Regions from separate parts of the Macaca mulatta genome. Here region 1 is linked to region 2. A link is a contact called in public Hi-C data. All regions are on one chromosome and are shown on one strand. The core of a region is the stretch at or near the end of the contact, and the rest is flanking DNA. Distances in the headings are between cores, read along the strand shown.

Region 1 (6,524 bases), core at 1,100-3,599, 80 kb after region 2:
GATGGGGAGGAGAGGCAGGAGGTGAGAAATGGATTTGCTTTTCAGGCTAAGAAGAAGCGGGCTTCTCGTCTTTATTAATATTTTTACATTGCTTTTTCCAAAAGGTAGCCGATTATTCATCTTTTATTCAGTGCTGCTGCCCTCTCCTTGGTGACATTTTCAGCGTGCACAGCCTTCTAGGCACTGATTTTCCTTTCGTGCCAACTCTCCCCCTCCCCACTTTTTCATATTCCCGCTTTCTGCCTGGTTGCCCACACAATAAACCCACTGCAAAATCCACAGCCAGCTTTCTTGCCTACAGTTTCCATCCCAGCGACCTCCGACTCTGCAGAATAGTCTCTCCTTTTGTTTTAAACATCTTCTGGCTTTCCTTGTTCCGCTTTAAAATACTTCTTACCACCACCATCCCTACCCAGCCTCCCCCGTGGCTGCCTCGGTTTCCTTTTGGGACAAGCAATCTGTGTGCACAAGCACACCTGGTTTGCAACGCCCAGAGCGTTTGAAATGGGTTCGAAACCTAGAGATGCGCGGGCTTCTCTCTCCTCCCCTCCCCTTCCTTCCCTCTCCCTGGGCCTTTGGTGTCCCTCCGACGTTCGCTGGACGTTGTGAAGTGACAAGCAAGAAAGGATCTACTGTCTGCTCACATTTTTAAGGGCAGGAAACCTGACCCACCCCCAGACCACGCACCCCAAGGAGGGGCACTTGCATTTTCCGGGAAGGCGGGCCTCTACTAGGGTTAGCTGGGGCCGGCCTGGAGGCTGCCCTCTCCTTTCTTCCTTCTCCTACCCCCACCCCACATCATGCCCGCAGATTACCGCCCCCACTTCCCCCTCCAGTCCCCTTCACCTACTCTTCCCAAGAACAGATTGTTTATCAGAACGGGCAGCCAAGAAACCTACTCCTGTTTCTGGCCTCTGCCAGAGATTAATCACACTTGGGAATGGCACAAAACTTGACTGTGTTGGGGCGGGGTGAGGCGTTGGGGGTAGGGAGGTGGGGAGATGTGGGGTTGGGGGGGTAGTTAAAAGGAAAGACCAATAAATTTGACAAGGTGACCAAATCGGGGTTACCGCTACCTCTCCCCGCCTTTATTTTAGTAAGTCAGTGCAGAGGACGGAATTCTACTTCATTCCCACTCCCTCTACCCCCACCCCCAATTACCTTCCTCCTTCTCTAGGTCTTCATGTTTGATGCTTTAATAGTACTCACTGGCTTTTAATTCTGATTAGCATTTTCAGCTGGTGTGTGTCTGTGCGCGCGCGCGTGCACGCGCGCGCGTTGGGGCTTGGCAAGACACACTCAAACCGGACTGCCTGACAAATCCCCCCTTTTCATCCTTCTCTTTGAAATGACATCAAGATGGACTTGTAGGGGGCAGGGATGAAGAGAGGAGGCACGGAAAAAAGAGAGGGAGGGGGAAGTAATTTATGTGCTTTTCTAAGGCAGCTAGTAAAATTCCTAAGGGAGAACAAATGCCAAAATTGACTGTCTTGGTGTATTTTAGACCCGATCGTCAGGGTGAATCATGTCAGGGCTTTGCAGTGGACCTGCAGCCTGGGAGCTGAAGACAGGGACACGAAACATCCCTGTGGCTGGGAGGTGCCCTTCTGAAGGAGGCGGGAGATGGGTATTTGCTCTTACCAGACTCCTCTCCATCAGGATTTTTTTTTTTTCCTAATTCATTGCAAGATGGAGTTTTTTTTTTTTTTTTTTTTTAATTGGCACTGATAAAGAAAAGCCAGGGATAGAAAACTCCCCATAAAACACGGCCCCCAAAGGGAAGTGCAAAACCCATTTGATGCAAAATATAGATATCTTCACCCTGGATTTTTCCCCCTTTGCTTTACAACTCTGCAGACATCAGGTTAGCAAAAGGTAATAAATAGTCCTTGCACAGCAGGGTCTGGACTAGTGAAAACAGTTTACTGAAATTAATGGGCCTCGCTTGAACCAAAACCTCCACTTTGGAATTAATGCCAGACATAGTTTTCCTGAACTCTATCCAACCGCCTAAGCGGCAGACAATTTTCATTCTATTTGTGCTGGAAAATAAAGCCCAAGCCCTTGATCTCAGTGTAGATTTTCATTAAAAAAAAAAAAAAAAAAAAAGTACAGTGAATACTGTGCCAATTTCCACTTTCTGCCCGCAGAAGCCCTTGTGCTCTGGGCTGTGCGTGACGGTCAGAAGTTATCTGGTAAACTTTGCATTGAAAACCATCTCCGAACTCACTCCCCATCGGTGGCCTCAGAGCTTTCACCATGACATCTGAGAGATTCAAGGAAAGCTCCAGAAACAGGCTCAGCTCTCAATAACAACCCTCTTCCCTACAGATCTTAGAAAGGCTGAATCTGAACAACGCTGCCTGCAAGACCTCCATTCCTACCCTAAATAAAGCGCCAAACCATCCAACCGAAACCCACCCCTCCTCCCCCGGTACTCAAGTGTCTACAGCTCTGAGGCTCCCTTTATTTTTATTTTTATTTTTATTAATGTATTTTTAAGGCTGAAAGGCACACACACCACACGCGTTCACACCCAGTGGTTATGGGGTTTTGGCAGGTACGCGGAGACCCGGTGCCCCAGCTGTCAGTGTCTGATCCCAACCCCTCCTCCCCCTCCCTGCGTTATTTATTAATAAAAGCCTGGTCGTGGGCAGCCGGCGTTCTGGTTTTCATTGTACAGTCTGCACTGGTGACACAGGACATGTGGAAAATTTTGAGAGCACTGCGGTGAATAGTGTGGAGGGGGAGCGTGAGCAGGGGGAGGGGAGGGGAGGGAGGGGAGCGAGTTACTTTTTAGCTTCCGCTAAGTACTTGGCGGCTCGCCAGGCCCGGAGGATTCTGGGAAGCGAAAACCTCCCCAGTATAAACTGCCAGCTTTAAGCAGCCCTGACAGTTCTGCTCCTTCCAAACTTGGCAGCCGTTCAAAGTGCTCTTTCATTTGAAATGCTGGAAGCCTGCCATGTGCAATGCAGATTTGCTGTGCCTGTGCGCAGAAGGAACTGATAAATGCCGTTGCAGTTGCCATGGGGACAGGAGGCTATCAGAATGGCCTTGTGATCCGCAGCCTCTCTGCGCGGCAGGCTCTCGCTCTCTCCCTCCCGCCCCTCCTCCCTCTAGTCAGTGAGATGGTGAAATAAATGTTCTGGAAAAAGGTTAACCCTCCCCGCTCTGGTTCCGAGGCTGAGAGGAGGTTAACCTCTAAGCACTTCCTTGGCCTTAAGTGCCAGCCCGGAGCACAGGTCTCAGGGCCGTCCTTGGGTGGGTCACCATCCTCCCGCTCTCCTCTTTCACACCCCCAGCTTTCTTCCTGCTCCCTGGGGGCTTTCACAAAGCGGTGTTTTTAATAGAGCTTTTCAGCAAGCCCTAGTGTAAGTATTTGAGTCATCAAAACCCGGATGTAAACACAGCAGCCCTGCATTCTGCACAGTTTGCGTGTATTTTATCTTTTTAATAATATTTAGCTGGCAACTTAAAACTGCAAGGATGCCAGATATTTTAGCCAGCCACTTACATCATGCAGCATCCATCTTGAGGAGAGTGGCGCCGGGTCCTTTCCTTGTTCTCTTGCTCCCTGCCGCCTACCTGAGACCGCAGGAAATCTGGGTCTTTCTGAAGGCATCTTCTTGTGGTGTAGTCCCCTTGGAACCGCGGCCTTTAGAATGAACATGACATCACCTTGGGCAACAACGACAGAGGGTGCGTGCCTGTAGGAGACAAGACACGGGGAGATCCAAGGTGAAACATCTATCATTTACGCTGCGCCAATTTCAGGTGTGTGAGGGTGCACAGTCTGGATCATCGGCCCCCCATTTAGCACAAACTGCCGTTTGAAACACAGTTTGATTTAATGTACAGAAACAAAATAGCACATTCAGATTTGGTATATTTTCAGGCCTGTAATGCCAACACTCCGGGTGGCCTGTTTAATGGGGAAAAAATGAAATATTCCACTCCAGCCCAGGCCTATGGAAACCAAAGAGGTTTAGTGATTTATTTACATTGGGGGTAAAAACGGTGAGCAGTATTCCTTCTCAGCTCACTACTTCCTGAAGGTTTCCTGAACCTAAACCTTCGTTAACATCCCAGGAAGAAAACTTATTTTTCCTGTGGCTTTCAAAATTTTCTGCTAAATATATTTCGGCACACTGTTTATCTTGGGCATCAGCTTTCAGACCTTTATGCACTTTTAACACCTTGAGGCTGTTTCACTGAAAAATGGTGTATGTTAATTAAAGAGGACTTTATGTGCTGGGCATTAAGGCAGGGGGGATTTCTGTTTTGATCTGTTTGTATAATGAGGGCTTCAGGATGAAACACAAGTCAGAGGCCTGTTAGCTTCTTGAAGCCCTTTTGACAAAGCAGGACCTTGAATGTGGGCCGTTGTATTCAAACCCTTCAAGACCACAGAATGTTGAACTGAACGAAGTAGTTCTTCCTAAGTGCGTGGTGAACATGGAGGCCAGGACAGGAGAAAGACTGAAAATGCCCCAAGTTCCTGGGGCTTAGCTGCAATTTCTTTGAACTTGACTCTCTCTGGGTGTCTGCTCATGATTGTCAGGGCAGCTCTGGCCAAGGCGATGCACTCTGTCTCGCTGGAATTTCCTGATTCCAAAGTAGTCCCTTCCAAATAAATAATCAACAAACGCCATCTGCTTCACCTTGCCAGCAGGCACAGAGCTGAAAGGTTAGCTAAAACCCACAATTTTTAGGAGCAGTTGGCCCTTGAGACATTTCAAGATAGGTTTCGGCTTGGAATTAAACTAGAGTTGGAGGCAGAAATCAGGTGATTCAGACAGCAACCTCCCCCCGCCCCCCACCCGCCAACTTCCCCAGACAGTCCAGGCAGCTGGGTTTTTGGCTCTCGCAGCTGCTAAGCTTTGGCAAGCCAAAAGCATATTTCGTGGTGGTGATTCCTTTCCCAGGTTGACGGACATGTTTCTGTACTGAGCACAAGGCATGTTTCCTGACTGTGTGTGAATCAGAGGCTGCATTTTAATCCAGGGCTTCTGGTGACAGTTTTAAGCTGGATGAACAAAGCAGACCCTGACATGTCCCTATCATCAAGGTCAAGAGATAAAGAATCTATCCTAAATGTTCGCCACCTCTAGCCCAGATGTATTACATTTATTTATTTATTTATTTTTGTTTTGTTTTGTTTTTTGAGGTGGAGTCTTGCTCTGTCGCCCAAGCTGGAGTGCAATGGGGCAATCTCAGCTCACTGCAACCTTCACCTCCCAGGTTCAAGCAATTCTCTTGCCTCAGCCTCCCAAGTAGCTGGGATTACAGGCGTGTGCTACCATGCCCGGCTACTTTTTGTATTTTTAGTAGAGACAGGGTTTTGCCATGCTGGCCAGGCTGGTCTCGAACTCCTGATCTCAGGCGATATGCCCTCCTCAGCCTCCCAAAGTTGCTGGGATTACAGGTGTGAGCCACCATGCCCAGCTATTTTTTTTTAATTATGCCAAGAGCAGCCACCACCCCACAAGTCAATGGATGCCCATGTTCATGTGTCAGATGTTACCCTTCTCTCTGTCAGTGCTTTTGTGGTGTTTGCTTCTTTGTTGGCTTTGGTGAGAAGATTTACAAAAGCCATTTTGGATCCTTGAGTGCCTTCCCAGATTGAGGCAAGCCCCAAGATTCCAAACAGCCTTGACCTTGTCTTTGTCATCCCATTACAGCAGGGAAGATAACCAGGGGAGTCCTCGGTGTGGCCCCTCCATACCAGGGCCTGGAGAGCCAGCTTCCCAGAAATCCATGGATTAGGAAGCTCTGTCGTGGGCCAGTTCAGGAGCGGCAGGGGGAACAACTCCCTTTTATTTTGTTGTCTAGCATGTGACCAGAATGCTGCCAGCTAATTTTAACCCCACCAAAGTACTGCTGGAAAAAAAAAAAAAAAAAAAAAAAAAAAAACTATCTTGCATCTGGAGAGAGAAATGCTGTGGGCTGGATAAAAGCTTTTCAGCCTGTGTTCCTTCCTGTTTCGGTTTCCAAACTTGCATTATCGGTAACCTGAAAAATGATGAGTTTCACCAAATTCCTGGATGTTGTGCAAGAGGACAATGAGTCTATTTTGGGTGGTGTGAGTGTGTCTGGCATAGACACTGGGAACCATTGTTTTCAGGAGGGAGAATGTTTTGGGGTTTCCTGGTGCTTTCCTTATAGGGTCTCAAAGCCCCAAGGGGTACTGCTGCCGGGAGGAACCCTCCATGGCAACCATGGAGGCTGTGCTCTGCAAAAGACCTGGCTGAGAATTGGGTGGTTAGGCCAGAGGGTGGGGGTGGGGGATGACAGTGGCAGTGGTGGCTCCAGAGGTGTTAAAAGGTGCTCTGTAGGGAGCATTTGAGGTGGAACAACTGGAGCAGGAAGAAGTGGAGAGAGAAAGATGCTTTCACTGTAGCTGGGCGGCCCCCTGGGACACAGGGCACCACTTCTACTAATTCTCCATATCTGCTTTTAGCACCATGGGTGAATGGAGGATTACATGGAGTTCCCTATCCAGGATACTGGATTCTCAAAGCATA
Region 2 (6,370 bases), core at 2,719-5,218:
TAACTCTGCCTCCAATGGAATGTAAGCTCTATGAGGACAGGGAAAAAAATCTGTTTCCGGCTGGGCGCAGTGGCTCACGCCTGTAATCCCAGCACTTTGGGAGGTCAAGATGGGTGGATCACTTGAGGTCAGGAGTTCAAGACCAGCCTGGCCAACATGGTAAAACCCCGTCTCTACTGAAGATACAAGAAAATTAGCTGGGCATGGTGGCACACGCCTGTAGTCCCAGCTACTTGGGAGGCTGAAGCAGGAGGATCACTTGAACCTGCCAGGCGGAGATTGCAGTGAGCCAAGATCTCACTACAGCACTCCAGCCTGAGCAACAGAGCGAGACTCCGACTCAAAAACAAACAAACAAACAAACTGTTTTCATGGCTATGTCCTTGTGTCTAGACAGGGCCTGATGCACCATGGGCACTCAAAAAATATTTGTTTGAGACTGGGCGTGGTGGCTCATGCTTGTAATTCCAACACTTTGGGAGGCTGAGGTGGGAGAATTGCTTGAGACCAGGAGTTTGAGACTAGCCTGGGCAACATGGTGAGATCCCTTCACAAGAAAAAAAAAAAAAAAAAAAAAACGGGCTGGGTATCGTGCCTATAGTCCCAGCTACTCACGAGGCTGCAGCGAGAGGATCACTTGGGCCCAGTAGTTTGAGGTTATAGTGAGCTATGATTGTGCCGCTGCACTCCAGCCTGTAGGGCAGTGACCAAGGGAGGCCCTGTTTCTTTTTTTTTTTTTTTTTTTTTTTTTGAGACGGAGTCTCGCTGTGTCGCCCAGGCTGGAGTGCAGTGGCCGGATCTCAGCTCACTGCAAGCTCCGCCTCCCGGGTTCCCACCATTCTCCTGCCTCAGCCTCCCGAGTAGCTGGGACTACAGACGCCCGCCACCTCGCCCGGCTAGCTTTTTGTATTTTTTTAGTAGAGACGGTGTTTCACCGTGTTAGCCAGGATGGTCTCGATCTCCTGACCTCGTGATCCGCCCGTCTTGGCCTCCCAAAGTGCTGGGATTACAGGCTTGAGCCACCGCGCCCAGCCCCCGTTTCTTAAAAAGACATATACATTTGAATAAATGGAGTAATGGGACAGGGCCAGTGGCATAGGTATTTTTCAGAAGCTTGTGATTTTGAGGCACCCCTAAGTTTTCTAGGTGGATAAAGCACCTGGCAGGGCACCTGGCCTGAGGTTAGCTTAGTGCTAGAGGCCGGCTGATGGCATTATCTTGTTCCTTTAACTTTGCTCAGCCCACACCCATACCTTGGGCCTCCCAGTGATATCACTGGGAAACCCTGTGGCATCCTGACCCAAGGGCCCAGCCATTCCAGCTTCTAGCCCATCCCACCGGGGACAGCTCCTGGCTGCCACACCCTCCCTCCCCTCCTCTCACCCACTTGGGAAGGGTGAGTCAGGACAGAAGACCAGGAACAGTGGCCTCAGGCCACTCTCCCGCTGCCCAGGCAGCCTGTTCTGCCCAGGGCTGTGGCAGGAAGGAGCCAAGCCACAGGGCAGGCCAAGGCTGCGCGGGCAGCTCAGGGCAGGGGCCTGGGGTGGGGCAGAGGAGCTGCCCTTTCTTGCTGGGATCTCTCCGAAGGCCGCCAGCAGGCCCTGAACTCCCAGAGTTGCCTCTTCCACCGGGCCACTTTCACTTTCTCTTTTCGCCACAGAAGCAGAACCGGCAGGCCCAGCTCACAGAGATCGGAGTTAGGAGTCAGAAAAACTGGCTCGGCCAGTGGCTCAAGCCTGTAATCCCAGCACTTTGGGAGGCCGGGGGTGAATGGATCACCAGAGGTCAGGAGTTTGACACTAGCGTAGCCAACATAGTGAAACCTTGTCTCAACTAAAAATACAAAAATTAGCTGGCCATGGGAGGAGGTGCCTGTAATCACAGCTACTTTCAGGAGACAGAGGCAGGAGAATCGCTTGAACTCAAGAGGCAGAGGTTGCAGTGAGCTGAGATCGCACCATTGTACTCCAGCCTGGGCAACAAGAGCAAAACTCCGTCTTAAAAAAAAGAAAAAAGAAAAACTGGCACCTGGGAGGCCTCCTGAACATGGGAGAAAGGTGGCTCAACAGCCTCTGTGCCCCATATCCATGTGAGTAAATCTCAGCAGATAAATAGTAATAGTGAGAGTCCCTTATATTCCTCAGCCAGGAATACCTTTATTTATTTATTCATTCATTCATTTATTTATTTTTATTTTATTTTTTATTTTTGAGACAGGGTCTCACTCTGTCACCCAGGTTGGAATGCAGTGGTGCAATCTCAGCTCACTGCAACCTCCACCTCCCAGACTCAAGCAATCCTCCCACCTTAGCCTCCCCAGTAGCTAATTTTTAAAATTTTCTGTAGAGATGGAGTCTCACTATATTGCCTAGTCTAGTCTCACACTCCTGGTCTCAAGCGACCCTCCTGCCTCAGACTCCCAAAGTGCTGGGATTACAGGTGTGACTCACCACTTACTCGGCCTGCCAGGGATACTTTCAAAGCACTATCATGGTTATTATCTTACCGGATCCTCACTCTGGGGCGGGGATAGGGAAGACAGGAATTAAAAAACAAATGCAAAAAAAAATGTCCTCCAGGCTGGGAGTCAACTGAAGCCAGAGAGCCAGGGCAAGAACATTTTGTAGGTTTTGTATTTTGACAGATTTCCTCCCTGTTCCCGGAGGTTCACCTCAGAGCAGCAGAGCCCTGCTCAATCTCTGTCCATCCAGGAAGAAACTGAGGCAACCCTGGCAGGACCCAGAGTGGAAACACAGCTGACACCTCCATCACAGCCCCCTGTAACAGTCCAACACTCACAAAGGAAGGGAATTCACTCCTGGATTTCCCAGTAAAGCCAAGTGTGTCCTAGGAGCTGGCAAGGAGAGGAGGTGACATCTGGGAGAGGACCAGGAGCTGTCGACAACCCTGGAGAAGTTGTGTTCATTCTTACCTTCCAGATAGTAAATATTGCCTAAAGACAGAGCTAGCAACGGAGAGGGCAGAGATTCTCAAGCTTGATCAGGATTTCTCTAAAGCCTTCCTGCTGCTTTCAGGGGTCAGAAGCCCCTGCAGCTTTTTTTTTTTTTTTTTTTTTTGAGGCTGAGTCTCCCTCTGTTGCCCAGGCTGCAGTGCAATGGCATGATCTCAGCTGACTGCAACCTCCACCTCCCCGGTTCAAGTGATTCTCTTGCCTCAGCCTCCTGAGTAGCTGGGATTACAGGCGCCCGCCACCACGCCTGGCTAAATTTTGTATTTTTAGTACAGACGAGGTTTCACCATGTTGGCCAGGCTGGTTTCGAACTCCTGACCTAAGGTGATCCACCCACTCAGCCTCCCAAAGCCCCTGCAGCTCTTATCCATAGATCCTGCAAACGAACACCCCCGCACAGGCAGGCCCTGCCCCTCTCCTTGTGGTGTGTCCCTGAGGCTGTCCTCCCAGGACTTCGTTCACTTTCAGGGCTGCCACCCATTGGTGCATTCATTCCTGTATTTAATGTTACTGAGCACCAACTATGTCCCATACACTCTTCCAGGTACTGGGGATACAGCAGAACCAAACAAAACCGAGAAAGTCTCCGCCCTCAAGCTTTTGTTGAAGGAGGTAAATAGACAAAAGAGAAGCAAACAAACAAAGAAGGTAAAACCAGAAGGTGGTAAATGCTATGAAGGAAATAAAGCAGTGTAACTGCCTAAGGAGCAGAGGCCTGTGCAGGTGGATGGCAAGGGAAGGTCTCTGCGGAGGCGACATTGACATTCATTCTGAGACCTGGGCCGGCCATGCAAATAAGGGGGTGTAGGCAGAAGCGCTGCAGTGGGGACAGGCTAGAAGTGGAGCCTGGTGCTGGGACAGTCCCAGTTCAGGCATGTCCTCCTGGTGTCGTTTTTAATAGCTCATCCTTTCACAATCAAGAGCGGCTCATGCCGGAGATAGTTACCCGCAATGAAGGGCTGGATTTATTCTAAGGGCAGAGGGAAGCCATCACAGGAAATGATGTGATTGATGTTTTGAAAAGACCTCACTGGCTGCTCCGTGAAGAATAAATTAGAGGGGCAGGAGGGAAGAAGTCTGCCTGGGGCGGCTGCAGCAACCCAGGCGTGCTGCGAGGTGCCCTTTGACTAGATTCCAGTGGGGGCTTTTGGGCGAGCGGAAGAAGAACCCCAGGGATCAGCTCCAGCCAGGCTCAGCCCCTGGGCCGGCCCTGGGCATTTCTGAGACGGCCCTCGCGCTCAGGGACCTCTCCTGGCAGTTCCATTGTCTGTTCTTGCGGAGTCCTGCCACACTGGGAGGGCCACCCCCTCCTCTTGCTCCCCTCCTCTCCCCGCGTCCAGCCCCTCCCCGGCCTGGCCCGGCTGCCGCCCAGCGCCAGCCAAAGCCCACCCCGCCTCCCTGCAGGAAGACGGCTGGCGGCGCCTGCTGCGTGACCTTGGGCTGCAAAGTCGGGCGTTTGCAAAGTCAAAGCGAGTCACTTCCTCCCCCGGGCCTCCCCCGAGCGGGCAGCCGGCCGCTGCGCCCTGCCCCCTCGCCCGCCGCGGGCCGGGGCTGGCGCTGCCACGAACGCGCTCTGCATGCTAAGTGCTCGCGCCCGTTCCCGCCGCCCGGAGGCTCATTTGTCACCCGCTGCTGACTCAGCACTTCTGGAGAAGGCTTTTCCCTCCGCTTTGGAGGAGGAGGCCCGGAAATGAGGCAGCGGCTCTTCCTTCCCTCACTCCAGCAGGGGTGTGTGGTGTGGGTGTGTGCGGGTGTGGCAGGGTCTGTATGTATGTCTGATGCCTGTCCATCACCGGTGTATATTTTCGCGGCTGTGCCTGTCTGTTGTGTATGGCTGAGTCTGTGTGTGTCTTACTGCATGTTGATCCCTGCGCCTGTCTGGTGGGTCTTTGTCCCTGTCTGTGGGCGCCTGTGTTGGGCCTGTGGGCCTGTCATGTGTGTGTCAGCCCCGGCCTCCTCCCCTCAGACTTCACCTTGTCTCCTGGAGTGACCCTGGGGTTTCTGAGGCCAAAGTGGCACACCTTCCTTCCCCTGGCACCCCTGGCTCCCACTCCACCCTCTGCCACCAGTCCCCTAACATGGGACTTCAGGGACTGAAAGCACAGGCTCTGGAATCAGCCACATCTAGGTCTCAGCCTAGGCTCTGCACTTGCACAGCGACCTTAAATGAGATACCTTTCCTGAGCCTCAGTTTCGGCCCTTATAATTAGAGGTGATCATATCTCCTTAAAAGAGGATAATTTCATGATGGGGTCTGGCATATCACATGCAGCAAACGGTGCCTGTTATTTCTACTTAAAGCAATAGGCCCAGTGTCAGGCACACAGCCAGGGTCTAATAAATGGCCACTTAAGAACAAAAGCACCAAGAAGCCCTTTCCTGGGCTGCCAGAGAAGGGAGCGGGTGGGGAGATGGTGACCTGGATTGGGAGCTGGGCAGGAGCTGTTTGCATGACAGCTACTGTGAGGAGAGACAAGCGGTGACCTGATTTAGTGCTGCCTTGGGCAGCCAAGGAAGTCAGGAAGGAAATCACAGACAAGGGGCTCAGGAGCTGCTCTGCCCTGCCCTGCCCTTCCCCAGACCACACACTGCCTGAGACCCGCAGGCAGAGCGAGGGCCCAGGAGGAGGAACACATTTCCACGCCAGCCGCTACCTCCAGAGCAGCCTCATCTGTGTCCCTGGTAAATGATTTTTCTTTTTTTTTTTTTTTAGAGACAGGGTCTGTCTCTGCCACCTAGGCTGGAGTTCAGTGGCACGATCATAGCTCACTGCAGCTTCGACTTCGTGGGCTCAAAAGATTCTCCCCCCTTCAGCCTCCTGAGTAACTGGGACTACAGGTGCACACCACCACGCCCAGCTAATTTTTTGATTTTTTTTGTAGAGACAGGGTCTTGCTATGTTGCCAAGGCTGGTCTTGAACTCCTGGGATCAGGTGATCCTCCTGTGTCTGCCTACCGAAGTCCTGGAATTATAGGCATAAGCCACTTTGTCCAGTGTCTTCGAGAATGTGCACATCCATTCGTTTCACCTCTTTAACAGTCCTGTGAACGAGATTCTTAGCATCCCCATTTTGCAGGTGAGAAAAACTGAGACTCTGGGAGGTTAAGTCCCAAGGTCACAGGACTGACAGGTGACTGAGAGAACCCTGGCATTCCAGCTGCCAGTCAGGCACTCCCTGGTTGTCTATACTACCTGCCATCTTCCTGGGCACACAGAGAGGAATCAGCACACACCCGGTACACCCTCCCATGAGCAGAACTCTTACACACTGGCTGGTACCATACCCTCCCTAACACCAGCTCCTGTAGCAAATTCTTTCCAGGGCCAGCCAAGCCCTGCTCCCCTTTGTTAAAGGCAACTTTCTTCAGAAGGGTGAGCATTTGTTGTCTCAGAGCCTG

Evidence for each region. A called contact is a pair of places that touch in the nucleus more often than the background predicts.
Region 1: a contact with region 2 is called in a Hi-C map of blood, with 2.9 times the contacts expected there. The contact joins two enhancer-like sites. A contact is called at or near these places in 4 of 14 Hi-C or Micro-C datasets (CD4 T cells, blood, fetal cortex germinal zone and 1 more).

Annotation. Positions count from the first base shown.
Region 1 is chr7:150,249,007-150,255,530 of T2T-MMU8v2.0, forward strand. LOC106999500 reads right to left here. Exons shown (of 6, transcript XM_077938824.1): 6 at 3,437-3,707. Among named protein-coding and RNA genes, the nearest start is that of IRF2BPL, 13 kb to the left of the region's middle. Within about 2 kb of position 2,350, at least 35 of the 40 cell types and tissues checked have an H3K27ac peak or open chromatin away from gene starts, as enhancers often do. A contact at or near this core is called in CD4 T cells and blood, where this site is marked.
Region 2 is chr7:150,167,538-150,173,907 of T2T-MMU8v2.0, forward strand. No RefSeq gene overlaps it. Among named protein-coding and RNA genes, the nearest start is that of IRF2BPL, 69 kb to the right of the region's middle. Within about 2 kb of position 3,969, at least 22 of the 40 cell types and tissues checked have an H3K27ac peak or open chromatin away from gene starts, as enhancers often do. A contact at or near this core is called in CD4 T cells and blood, where this site is marked.